Linked DNA regions of Zea mays: all the other regions are linked to region 1. A link is a contact called in public Hi-C data. All regions are on one chromosome and are shown on one strand. The core of a region is the stretch at or near the end of the contact, and the rest is flanking DNA. Distances in the headings are between cores, read along the strand shown.

Region 1 (4,538 bases), core at 601-3,100:
CCTACGGCGTTACTTCCGACGGGACCCGCCTTAAGCCGTCGGAAGTAACTACTTCCGACGGTTCAGGACTTATTTCCGACGGTTTAGGCCGTCGGAAACTGGGCGTTTTCCTGTAGTGTGGGTGCTGGGGGCATCACGCATGCACAGCTTGCACGCAAGTGAGGACACGACAGCATGCTTTGCCTTAGCTTAACCGAGCGATCTACGACGTACACGCTGGTTCTTGCAATGCTGACGAGGATTCTTGCAATCGTGTGCAGTGCTCCAGTAAGTATATCTACTACAGCAAGCAATGCTGACGATACTATACAGAACATATAACGTACGTGTTGCGTCGTGCAGCTAGCAGCTGGTCGATTGATCAGCTGGAGCGATGACCATTCGCCACTGCATTGCACTCATCTCGTTGGTTCATTGGTTGTACAAGTATAGCAGATCCATGCAGCTAGGAGGATCGACCTGCTTATCCTGTCAAACTAAAACTTTCTTTCTATCCCTGGCCAGGCTGATAGATAGATAGATAGATAGATAGATAGATAGATAGACAGACAGAGGCATATATACGCGTTTGTATTGTATGAGTAGCAACAACACAACTAATCATATAAGCTCTTATTCTCTTAGGGCTAGTTCGGGAACCCCAATTTCCCAAGGGATTTCTATTTTCCCAAGGGAAATTAGTTCATTTTCTCATGAGAAAATATAAATCGCTTGGGAAATTGTGGTTCCCAAACTAGCCCTTAATATCTAATAATCCGCTTCAAATCCTTCCACCACGTACTGATTGCTCGTGAGGAAGGTACGTGAGGCTGTAACAGCTTGCATGCACGCAGCGGCAATTAAAAAGCGGAGACGAGAGTGGTGTCATCTCATGCTTGCCACTGCAACTGCACTAGCGGCTAGCCTCAGCAGGTTGGAGGGGCTTTATATATTCTGCTTCTCTTCACCAGGATATGGCCTAGCTACTTATTAGCTTATTTTCTCCGCATATGTAACCATTACAGGATTGACCTCTCTCGCGTATATATATAACATATCCTCATTGGATGGCACCTAGCAAACCAGCTCGCTATAGCTAATGGGAAATCGCTGGATTTTATTTTATTTTTAAGGTAGTTAGAATAACATTTTAGTTTTCTTATTCTGTGTGTCTATATTTAAATGGATAACAATGAATCTCGACACATATATATATATATATAATACACGTATATCAAATATTGTATGGATCCATGTTAACATCCTAAAGCAAATATTGTTTTGGGACGGAGAGAGAGAGAGTAGTATACTGCTACTAGTGGCATGTATAATTAAATGGCCAAGAGGACTCCAGGTGAATAAAAGAACAAATATGTACGTAAATCTATATCTATATGACTATATGTATGTTGAAGAAAGAAACAAATAACCACACAGTGCTTCGATCGTGTCGTATATATATACACTCCAGAATCCCATTTCGATGGCTGATGATTTGAGTCTCCATGCCCCCAAGTGCATGCACATGGTTATCAGGGTACAGAAGCTTAGCTGGCCGGGCGGCACTGCTACGACCTAACGTGTCCTCCCTCTTAATTTGGCAGCTTCTACTCCTATCTAACCATGGAACCATGCCAGTGAGAGAGCTCCGTGTCCCCCAGCTAGCTAGCTTTACGACGCTTCGAGCAATCTTAGCCAGCTTCTTGAGAGAGCCTGCTTGGCTTCCATTGGTTTGGCTGGTTTTCTTGAGATGGACGTACGGGTGGTCTCTGGCCCAGCCAATCACCAGACGCCGGACGGCAGGGAACAGTGAGGAGCGTGGTCCCTCCTCCTTGTCCTTGATGGTTCAGCCTAACAGTTTTTGCTGCTGTTACTGGGAGACAGCTCCTCCTGCAACGCCTGTTTGCCTGCATGATTGCGCCTCCCGTCCGTCCCGCACCTGCTCCGACGTCCGCTCCGGGCAGATCGAAGCCCCAGAGACCAGAGGCAGAGGGGGCACTGCGCGGATGCTGACGCTTGTCTGGTGCTCTGCATCTAAAACAGCTCGAGTCGGTGGATGGCTACTGCGCGTCCGCCGCAACGCAACGGCTGGGGCCTGGATGGATGGAGCATTGCCATGCCGACGTGCCGTTGGGCCTGCGCTACCTACGATAGGAGAAGGAATACAGAGAAGAAGGAACATATAATTAATTGTATTCTCAGTCTTGACAAAATCTTTCCTGTCTTCCTGATGCCATTATATAGCATCAGTTAACCCATAGATCTGAGTAGAAACGGCCATTGGGCCTGCGCACACGGCGGCCTGCTACCAGCTTTTGGCCCACGACGTGCAAACCTTTTCCCGCGCTCCTTCGACAGCTCCTGCTCTGTCCGTGGAGCAGCTGCGTCTTGCTTCGCCGCTGGCTCCGGACTCCTGACATTCCCCCGATCTTAAGAAGCTGCTTGCCCTCAAACAGCGGCATCGGGAAAACGTTGACGTAAAGCACATTCATCCTCCCATGTATCCAAGGCCTCATCGGAATGCGACCATCGGACCATCATACTGAATGTCAGTTGCAGGTAAGGTAGTGCTCACCAAAGCATTGGGACGCGCCGATCCTGTGTAGTATCTGAAAGGGACCAAAATACTTGTATGACAATTTGTGGTTAGCGACCGAAGTCTGCACATGAGGTTGAAGCTTCAAGTAGACCATGTCCCCAACATGCAAATACGCGCTCAGATCGATTCTTGTCCGACTGGTGTTTCATACGCTCTTGAGCACGAAGAAGATGATGATGCTGGATGGTCCCTAGCAACGGATCCCTTTGCGACAACCAGGAGCGTAGATCATCATGAGATACTGAATCATCCACTGACAGACCAAAATGTCTGGGAGAACGACCATAAAGGGCTTCGAATGGAGATCGGCCTAGGGAAGTATGGAAGCAACAATTGTACCAAAATTCGGTTGCAAAAAGCCAGTACGACAACTTCGAAGCATTGGTTCACTGAAAGTCTCCAAGCACCGGTTCACTGAAAGTTCCCTTTGTCCGGAAACTAGATCTAGATGTCGCCTAGAGGGGGTGAATATGCGAATAAAAATTAACACTTAAAAACTGGAAATTCTTACTCTACTCGAAGACTGGATCGCATGTAATGAAAGACCCTTCGAGTTGGTTGCAGCAGAATTGAAGTTCCTGCCTTAAAATACCCTGCACTTCGAAGACAGCTTGTACCACATATAAGTATTGAAGTACAAGTATAAAAAGCATAGCACACAATATAGAGCAGAGCACACAGACAAAAGGATTTTATCACGAGGTTCGGCCAAGCCTGAAATGCTTGCCTAGTCCTCGTTAGAGTTAGCCACACCTTAGTTTGGAGTCTATTTCAACTCCTTCCTCCATTTGCTCATATCTGCCAGTGCGACAGATAGAGCCTTCCACTATGTTGACATCAGTTACAATGTTGTCGTGGCTAATTACAATCTTCTCGACAGCACTCCGGCAGAGTAACAATGCGCTCAAGATTTTGCTCTAGCTCTCAGCAGCACTTCCCCTCTCTCTAAAGGCTTATAACTTCGCCTCTACACAAACTATGAAGATACACAAGAGAGGGAGAGAAAGAATTGATCCAAATGATGTATGGACTTGTTGGCTGCTCTTGTACACTTGTTGGAGGCGTCTAGGGGTCCCTTTTATAGTCCCAAGGGGCCTAGGAGCCGTTGGAGCTTCATTTGAAAGCTGCTAACCTTCCTTGTTTGCGGGTGCACCACCGGACAGTGCACAGTAACAGATCTGATTGACAGTTTTCTTCTCATAAAGGGCTAGCCGTTGGTGCACCGAATATGTTACTATTCACTGTCCTTTATGCATCAGGCATGTTACTATTCACTGGACTATGTGCCGGACATGTTACTATTCACTGTCATGTATGCACTGAACATGTTACTATTCACTAGCCTATGCACCGGACAGGTTACTATTGAAAGGGAAATGTGCCCATGGGCCATTTCTAAGTATTTTGGTGATTAAGTGTCCAATACAAATGGTTATGTGTTAAACTATGCCAAATTGTGGAAGAAGTGCAAATCAACATAAAGGTATGATTCTAGACTTAGTACATTGGTTTTTGTGTACTAACATATTTGTCTAAGTGCTAGAATCAGAGAAAAGACAAATGGAAAAGACTTGACTCGAGCAGCCAAGACTCTGCTCAGTCTGGGTGCACCGGACTGTCCGGTGGTGCACCGGACAGTGTCCGGTGCGCCAGGCTGGCTCTGGTGAAAAGGCTGCTCTCGGGATTTCGTCGGCGGCGTACGGCTAAAAATCATCGAACTATCCGGTGGTGCACCGGACTGTCCGGTGAGCCAACGGTCGGCCGCGCAATCCGCGCGTGACGCGTGGCCGAGCCAACGGTCTGATGGGGGCACCGGACTATCCGGTGTGCACCAGACAGTGTCCGGTGCGCCAACGGCTCCAAATCGTCAACGGTCGACTGCGCCAGAATAGGAAAGAAATCTGCACCGGACAGTGTCCGGTGGTGCACCGGACTGTCCGGTGCACCACTCGACAGAAGG
Region 2 (4,538 bases), core at 1,136-3,635, 250 kb before region 1:
ATTAAATTGCAGGCACCAAGTATATCGGATCTTGTATTTTTTTCTCTCATTATTTTCCAGTATTATACCACAAAACCTGTCCTGTATGTTCATTGCCGCATTACTGTGACAGTCAGAATAATGCACGGGGAAAAAATATTTATCTTGGTGTTGTTGTTACTATTTCATGAAATGAAAGACGTGCTAGTGCCGAGACTCATCAGTACTCTGCGGATTTTGCGGGGAAAAAAGAGATCATTCCATGAAATGATTAAGAAAGTAGAGCCATTCGAACATGCTTCCCCTTTCGCTAACCCTTTCTGCGGTTTGACTAAAAAAATTGAAGCGGAAAGTAGTCTGCGGTTTAAAAGGAGCGCCGCATGAGTGAACTTTTTTGTTAGATAAACTCTTTACAAGTACTGTCACAAAGCCCTCTACCATCATGCGCAGCACAACCAGATGTGTCATGGAAAACAAAAGGACTCCATTTCCTTCATTTTTTTTAATACTGATGAAATGAAATAGAAAGGTAATTTATGTTCTTATCTTTCTGAAAAGAACACGGTGGCTGGCTTTTGGATTAAGATTTTTTTTAATGGAGCACCATGACTTGTGATAAAGAAAAATGTTTCATGATCATGTTATTTTACAGTGACAAATCTTAGGAACCTGGGACAAATAATTACACATCCCAGGACCATAAATGCAAGCAGCCCACATGCAGAGAAGATGCTTCATGTACACCCCCAAACTCCTCACAAGGAAGTTGTCCACACAGCACACCAGAAACCAACAGAGGAAAGAAGCAAGTAGGGCCCCTATAGTTCCAACCACTTTGGCAAATGAGCTAACATTAGCAGGTTCTTGCACCCGAGGGTATCAGCAACCGAGTGAAATCTTCACATTTCTAGTGAAGGATGGGAATCTTCTTGTGCCAAAAATATCTGAATGGAAAAGAAAAAATCACCAGAAATCTGGTTATAAAGCAGATTGTTTCGGATGGGGCCGTGGGGGTGGGGGTGCGGGGGCTATTCCAATTAGTTCTGCAACAAACAGTAGGCTCCACAACAAATCAAAAAACTGTTTTTTAAACTATTCCTGCACTTATAGTTGTAGTACCCTTTATATCATATATCCATATCCCTTTTCCTTTATAAAATAAAAACATTTTAGTAAAATCAACTCGACACGAAGCAAAAACTCACAGAATGAACAGTAGAAGGAAAAAAACACAACTTTCCACCTGAAATCGCAATGAAACCACAAACTCTGCACAGATAACAGAGAACACCGACATATCGGTAACCACCAATTGAAGATGTGGTCACATGATCCCAAAGAAGATGACCAAAGCATCCATCAGCGGATGTTACAGCCTATTAAAACAACAGAGCATCCCAATGGCTGCAGCAATGGCGTCAGCAGCGACCGTTGCCTGGAGAAGCATGAGCAGCACGGGGACGAGGAGGGAGAGCGCGGTGTCACTCACCTGCTCGCTGTGGCCCTGCGGGAAGTAGACGACGAGGCTGCCCACCGGCGGCAGAGACACGAGCGGGCCCGCGCAGGCGTACCACAGGTCGGCGTTGATCGCCGGCGCCTTCCGCTCCCCTGCGGGCGCACGGCGACGCCGGCGTTGGCGTCAGCGACACAACAACAACAAACCCAACACATGAAAAGGCGACGCCTTTCTGAGCTTGGGACGGATGATACGCAGCTCGAACGAACACGCGAACTGCCGCCCGCCGCGCCGGCGACAGACGGGCGCGGCGTTCCGTCGAGGCCGGCGTCATGCGCACGCCGCAAGCGCAAACAGGAGGAAGGTGGTGGTAGAAGAGGTACCTTCGCATGGCGGCGCCGCGCCGGTGGAGGCGGCCGCGGGCGCGGGGGCAGGGACGACGGGCGCGGCCGTGACACCAGAGCTGGCCGGGGACTGCTTCATGGTCGCGTCGCGTGGCCACGCGGGAGCTTCACTGGTGGCCCTCGGGCATGGAGCAGCGGGGACGCTGCACCGCGCCGCCGGCCGGCCGGGTCGTTCACAACCTACTAGGCTACTACTACTACCTGCCTAGGAGTTGTTGCTCCGGAATCCGGACGCGGCGCTAGGCGAGGCGAGCGGCGTGGCGGCGCCTCCCCGACAACGCGAGCAGCAGCTCACGAAGACCAAGGGCCGTCTTCCCGCAGAGAGAGAGAGAGAGAGAGAGAGAGAGAGGGGTGGTGCTGAGCTGCGTGGGCTGGCTAGTTGGTGCGTTGCCTCGGGAGTTAAAACGAAACGCTCCTTGTTTCCCTCTTTTTCCTCGTCTTCTTGCGCGAGTGGAGAGAGAGAGGAGGGTGGACGACAGGAAGAGGATGTCCTCTACTGCTCCTACTCTCTGCAGCTCGCAGGCTCGGCTCAGCTCAGCCCAGCCCAGCCCCAGCGTTTCTACTCGTAAGTCCTAACTAAAAACGAAAATCTTTTCCCTCAAAGTGAAAGCTTTTTTTCTAAAGATATTTTTATATGCTTTAACCTACGCCTCCATGACATCGTAAGCTTTATTTATTTATTTCCTTGGACATGACCAATAATGGGCTGTGTTACAGTGACCATGACAGCGAGTTTACCGTGAGGAGAGATACTTTGACGACTTTGTGTGCTCATAAAGGTATCTGGATAAATTAGCACCCTGCGTATTGGTTAGTGCGACACGGTAGTGGATTTTCAGAATTTTGCAAATGTCAACACACAACAATCCGATTTTTGCTACCGAGCGTTCTATTGATTCCAAGACTTTTTGTGTTTTATTGATTGGAAATATATGCCAACCCACCGAAATATCAATTTGGTGATCCACGAGAATTCGAGATACTACAACACCCAAAATGTATTTCGTTTTATACTAATCAAATATTATTTATTAATTAACCTATAAATATAGTTTGTCTTTGTATATATGTCTATATTTATTATCATTTATTTTAATATGGACAGAAAAAAATAATATAGAAAGAACTACTCCCTTTGTTCTACTACACAATTCCTTTTAGCACTTACGTTTTATGTTTATATTTAAATAGATGATGATAAATCTAGACACATATATAAAACACATATATTAATTATTGTATGAATATATTAAAATGTTGAAACGGATTTTAAATTGGAGCAGAGGGAATATATTTTAGTATAGAGCGAGTATATTGTTTATTTTCGTCCAGTATGCTCTACGTTACGGTGAGATATATAAATTGTTACGAGGTCACCTACGCCAATCCGTGCCAGCCATACTGTGGGTAACTATCTTGGTGTAGGTTTTAATTGGATTTGTCTAAACCTTATTTCAACAAAATGATCGAATACTTCCTCTATTTTTGAATAAAACATTTCTTAAAGCTACATTGAGTTAATATGTTTTAAGTTCGATCGAGCTTATCGAAAAGAACGGTAAGGTCTGTGAAACCAAATAATTAGTGTCATCAGATACACTATAAAATATACTCTTATAATGTTACTTATTTTCTGTTATAAATATGTGTTCTTTTTTCTATAAGTTTGACCAAACACAAGAGAGAGAGAGAATTGACTTAGGACAAGGAATTGATACAAAGACTAAAGTACATGGCTCATAATAAATGCTTGATGCAATAAAATACTAGTCTCATGTGAAAAATGATTACATATTGACTATAGATTAAAATAATGGTTATTCATATATATATATATATATATATATATATATATAGTTAGTTAGAATAGAACATATCCAGTGTACATAAGCATTTGGTACACATAAATTGTAAATAAACTAACAAAGTTTAAAAAACAGGAAAAAATCATATATATTCTTTCCACCCTACCCCAGCTATATTCAAAATTTCAAGTTTAAATTCGTTATACTTTAGTTGTAATAAAAAGAACATTTTATAGCTCATTTGGATGTCGATATTGGAGAACAGAATTAGGAATTTGAGTCAGCTTTCCTAAATTATGTTGTTTGGTTGCACACAGAATTAAGATTTGGAATCAGAGACTCAATACTGAGCGTCACCCATCTGTATCACGTGGAATTAGACCACACAATTACAAACTCCAATTCATTGACATCCAAACAATGGAATTGGTATTACATCTCATTTTCAATACTATGATTGATTTTGTATTGAACCAAATCCAATTCTATGCCCTCCAATATCGACATCCAAACAAAACATCAACCGATTTTCTAATTTAAATTTGTCAGAAATTGTTTTTTTTATTACTCTTCACGTGATACGAATTTGAACTTGAAGTTTTATATATTATTGAAGTATAGCAGAAAAATATGTATGAATTTTCTCAAAAGTTTTTGTGAACTCTGTTAGTTCACGTGTAACCTAAATGCACTAAAGACTCACGTACAACCTCATATACTCCTGCCATGCACATGCACTTGTACATACATTTATCAGTTATCACCGGTCTTTGACTCCGGCCATGGGTCTATGGTTGACATTCTTAATGTGAAAAATGAGCGAAATTCTATATGCATTTCGCACGTGTGGAAGTGACTCGGATCTTGAGTCTTGTACTCCTGCCGTGCTCACCA
Region 3 (4,538 bases), core at 1,459-3,958, 220 kb before region 1:
TGTACGGTCCTGGTGCACCAGACCGGACAGTGTCTGGTGCGCCAGACCACATCACACTTGGTTCCTTTTGCTCCTTTGAATTGGATCTCTAACTTGAATATTTATTGGTTTGTGTTGAACCTTTATGCATCTGTAATACATGAATACTTGGCAAACTAGTTAGTCCATGTGTTTGCGTTGGTCATTCAACCACCAAAATTAATTGTGGAAAAAGGTTAACCCTATTTCCCTTTCATGTCTCATCGCCCTTTGTTGACTTTGGCGTCTTTGACGGGGCAGGTGTTCATACAGTGTGAATTTAATGCGCACGTCTTGCGGTTCCGAGAACTTTGGTTGAGGCCGGGCTCGTGGTTGGACCTACACCCGAGATGCCCTCAGGCGAGGCGGATATTTGTTTTCTGTCCAAGGGTGCTCCCCGAGTGAGTCGCGGATCCCTGCAGGTGTAGCGTTCGTCCGAGGTTGGGCTCGGGTGAAGCGTAGCTGTGCGGCCGGCATGCGTAGCCTCGGACGAATCGTGATTTGGTTTTGTATGACCTTGGAGGTTAGGGAGAGCGTTTTGCTCTGTGATTCCCTGTACTCAGGTGTCTTGGTATGTTTATTGCTATGTTTATGGACATAACCCGGATACCTCTAATTATGGTACCCGACACCTTTATACTTTATACTATATAAAGAGGGGAAGAGATATTCCCTCGTAATACATCATATGGTACAATTCAACACAAGACAATTCAACATACTAGACATACGCTATTATATGTTGTACGGCAAACTGAACTTGTCTATAGCAAAGCATTGTCTCGTGTTCACCATCAAATTTGGTTGTTTGTTGAAGTCCACTTACACTTATTATATGCTTCTCGTCTAAATACACATACACGTACATTGTTTATAATTGTACTTTTTCACGTATGACTACATCTACGTGACTATATAATTTAAGACTGTATTTAGCAGTTTACTCATAGTTTACTTAAAAACTGTTTTTTATTATTCTATACTATTTACATATTGAAGTTTATAGAGGTATAGCAATGGTAAGCCGGAGACAGTGAATGAGTCGGTCCAGCCTTGCCCGCCCTTGTACCTGTGGCCACTGTGTCGCGCGCGGCCGCCGGAGCGGGGAGGCCAAGGAAAAGGGACACTGCGAAGTGTCGCCCGTCTCCGGCTCGATCTCTCTGCACCGCGGCAGGCAGGCATGCTCTGCATAGGGTCCAGAGAGAGACCACAGAGCAGGAGAGGAGCACCGTAGCCGCAGCAGGCTACCCGTACTCAGTCAGGCAGGCGTGTAGGCAACAGGGAATGATTGACGGGACGCGTGTGGCAGGGGCAGGGCGCGCCGGTGAGTGGCTGCTGCGTCCGACAGCATTTTCGGCCCGCCGCCTGGCTGCCGCCTCGCCGGGGGACACACCGCCCCTTGCTCGCCGGCTTTCCTAGCACTTCCTGTCGTCTCTTCTCTCGTCTGTGCATGAGCATCCCAGCAGCTCCTCCGTGTCTCCAAGTCTGTCGTCTGGTCCAATCCAATCCGTCCGCCCATGGCTTTCGGCCACTGGCCACCCTGCTGGCTGCTGCTCGCGCTGCAGCAGAGCAGTGCAGTGCGGCCGAAGCAACGCATGCGACCGCCGCCGCCGTCGTCGGGCGGGACGGAGCGGAATGGAATGGGATTGTGTTGTGTCGTTGTGTGATGACAGGCAGCCAGCCTCGGGTCTCCGATCCTCCCTAAACATTAAACACTCTCCTTTGCGCATTCATTAGTCATTTTTGTCTCCATGCAAGAAGACCATTTCCAAAAGGCCACGTAAATAATCCTGCAAAATACTGTTGTACTCCCTCCAGTGCAGTAAAGGTAGTCGTTTAGGACATGATTGTGCATACCAAGGAGTGATTAATTATCATGGATTTTTCCCTGTTTGCCCCTATTAAATAGGGATATGGGTGCATTAATGTCACTAAAACAATCATACTTGATTGGTTGCTGCAGCAGCTCCAAGGCATTCTAGACTGGAGGTCTAAGTTCGATTCCTCTTAAATGCATCTTTTTTTGTGCAATTACTAGGGGCAACAACGTCCAAATCCCAGACCCACGCGCGCTATGACTTCTTTTTGTGCACGCGCAGGATGACTTCTTTTACTGCACCGGAGGGAGTATATTACTATACTGTTGGTAGAGCGAAGTTTTTAAATATGGAGCAAGATATAGAGTGGGATAAGAAGTCTGCTGGATATTGTCTAAGTTAAAGTATTGTATTTGTGTTGGTGTTACGCATTATATTTATATATTGTTAGGATTGTATTAATAAACACGGGTATTCGAATTTCTTATACTCATTTCCATCTTTAAATAATATATAGAGTAGCGCGTTAGTACATTTATCTACACCCTCCACCCCCAAAAAAACTACAATGTCATGTTTTAAGTGAAGGTCGACTAACTAAAAATAAATACTGGAATATTTATGATATGAAACAAATACTATTAGATTAATTACAATATGAGTCTTATAATAAATTAATTCTAAATTATAAATATGAATGTCATTCACGGTCAATCGTGAACTGCTTTAACCAGCGTGCATCTTATAATTCCATATATACTGTATTTTTTTAGCAAAGGAGTGGAGTACTGTGCGGCGAGGAGGAGTGGCGGACCTCGGTGTCTGCGTCAGCGTGCCCGGTCTCTGCTCCTGCTCGTTCGTGGGTCTCGGGAGTTGTGCTCACAAGCACGGTCGTCGAAACCTCCTGCGTCCTGCCAAAGGCCAGGAGTTCGGGACGGGGCCACAGGGCTGCGGTGGTTTTATTTTATTTGCGCATGCAGTTTGCGACACGAAACACAAATTAGTTTAGGGCGGTATTTTTATAGATTTTAGACAATACCTTTATAAAATTAGTTATATGACAGTACGTTGCTATAATTTTTATACAGGATATAGAATGAATTTTGTTATAATAAAACACAAAATATATGTTTTCTATTGATTAGATGAATGTAAATGTGGAGTCAACTACCAAGATTTAAACACTCACTTATTCATAAATTTACTTTATTTTTTTACATTAAACACAAATATAAGACTTTCCATAAGGTCTTGCACCCTTGTATTATTTGCCCTTTCAGCACTGTCGGAGAGGGAATTCTCTGGCCGGGTGGGGGAGTACACCCGCCCTAAATCCTAAGATGAGTAGGGGGCTTAAGCGTTTTGCCTGTTGGTAGATGAACGATAAACTCAGGAACACGCAAGGGTTTAAAGTGGTTCGGGCCACCGGAGCGTAATACCATACTCCATTGTGTGATGTATTGAGCTTTAGAGCTCGTATGAACCTGTGAGCCTGAGCTGGGTCTAAGTCTAAGTTCAGTCTAAGTGTCTCCATGTGTGTCCAAGTGTGTCCCTTTGTAACGTTGCATGCCTCCCCTTTTATAGCTCAAGGGGGGCGCGTACAAGGGTGCTGAGCCCCGACATGTGGGCCCAGGAATATAATGGATGTAATACTTGGAGCTGCTGGAGCAATCTTCTTGCACCCTGACATCTGCGATCTGCGTGGTATTGGCGTGCAGGGGAAGCTTCCCTGGCAACGCATAAGTGATGATGGCCACATTGCACCTTGCAGCATGGGCGTACTGTTTGGCAATGGACTGGACAGGCACGCCGCCTGCAGGATGGCCTGGACGCCGCCTGCCAACTGATTGGACAGGTCACAATAAATGCTGAGGCGTCACATTGCCCGTCAGCAGGGTGGACAGGCGGCGCGTCCTCTCCGCAATAAATGCAGAGACCGCGCGGCCCAGAGGCCTTACGTCAGGCTCCGCCCGCTGGCTTACGTCACGGGCAACAAGCCATGTGGCAGCATCGGGTCTCCGCCTGAGCGGGGAGCGCATGCGCACAGGATAAAGCCTGGACACGTGTCAGTACCGGACCCTTGCTTAGGCCAGGGTATCCCCTGTCCCGGGACCTTGCTATGGGTGGCCCGGATCCTACTCGGAGAGATCCGGACCCCATCCAAGGGACCCGTCACGCTTACTTGGGAGTTCCGGACCGTATTTGGGGGTCCGGGCTGTGCGTACAGGGGTCCAGTGCTTCCTCGTAGAAGTCCGGTCCAACTGATTGCACCCTGGGATATATCATCTTTTCTGGCCACGTGGCGCCCCTGGAGCCGTCCATGTGGTGGGGTCGGGTGCTGTTCACCGTGCGGCTAGAGATTGCCGCACGAGCACCGTGCCTTCATACTGTAGTAAGGGGTACCCCTGATTCAGGGTACCGACAAGCACCAAGTTCACTTAATGTTTTTAGCGTGGTAATCGCGTGGTGCTATGACATCTCAAAACCATTGTCTACAAGCACAAGAAGTTTCTTGTCATTTCCTAATTCAATCATAGTCTCAACAACCTTCAACTTTCCAACCTTTGTCAAAGATGCAGGTCTTGCAAACATATTTTCATACATTGCTCATTTTCTGTAAGTAAAAGATCTACAATTTGATTCATGATAAGTCTTGCCAAATTTCATCAGAAATTGCACCATCAACATGCTTAGATATATTGG

Evidence for each region. Hi-C and Micro-C count contacts between places; a contact is called where the count stands out from the background.
Region 2: a Hi-C map of leaf shows a contact between it and region 1, with 7 times the contacts expected there. The contact joins the promoter of LOC103626605 here to the enhancer-like site in region 1. A contact is called at or near these places in 12 of 25 Hi-C or Micro-C datasets (ear, leaf, root tip and 2 more) and 1 of 3 datasets of contacts at active chromatin or transcription factors (leaf).
Region 3: a Hi-C map of ear shows a contact between it and region 1, with 1.9 times the contacts expected there. The contact joins two enhancer-like sites. A contact is called at or near these places in 2 of 25 Hi-C or Micro-C datasets (ear and tassel).

What each region holds. Positions count from the first base shown.
Region 1 is chr5:80,731,806-80,736,343 of Zm-B73-REFERENCE-NAM-5.0, forward strand. No RefSeq gene overlaps it. Among protein-coding and RNA genes, the nearest start is that of LOC100501287, 110 kb to the right of the region's middle. Within about 2 kb of position 1,851, at least 14 of the 20 cell types and tissues checked have an H3K27ac peak or open chromatin away from gene starts, as enhancers often do. A contact at or near this core is called in ear, leaf and tassel, where this site is marked.
Region 2 is chr5:80,476,717-80,481,254 of Zm-B73-REFERENCE-NAM-5.0, forward strand. LOC103626605 (auxin response factor 5) reads right to left here and starts at 2,386. Exons shown (of 15, transcript XM_008647013.4): 1 at 1,819-2,386; 2 at 1,469-1,587. The coding sequence starts at 1,918.
Region 3 is chr5:80,514,408-80,518,945 of Zm-B73-REFERENCE-NAM-5.0, forward strand. No RefSeq gene overlaps it. Among protein-coding and RNA genes, the nearest start is that of LOC103626605, 38 kb to the left of the region's middle. Within about 2 kb of position 2,709, at least 12 of the 20 cell types and tissues checked have an H3K27ac peak or open chromatin away from gene starts, as enhancers often do. A contact at or near this core is called in ear and tassel, where this site is marked.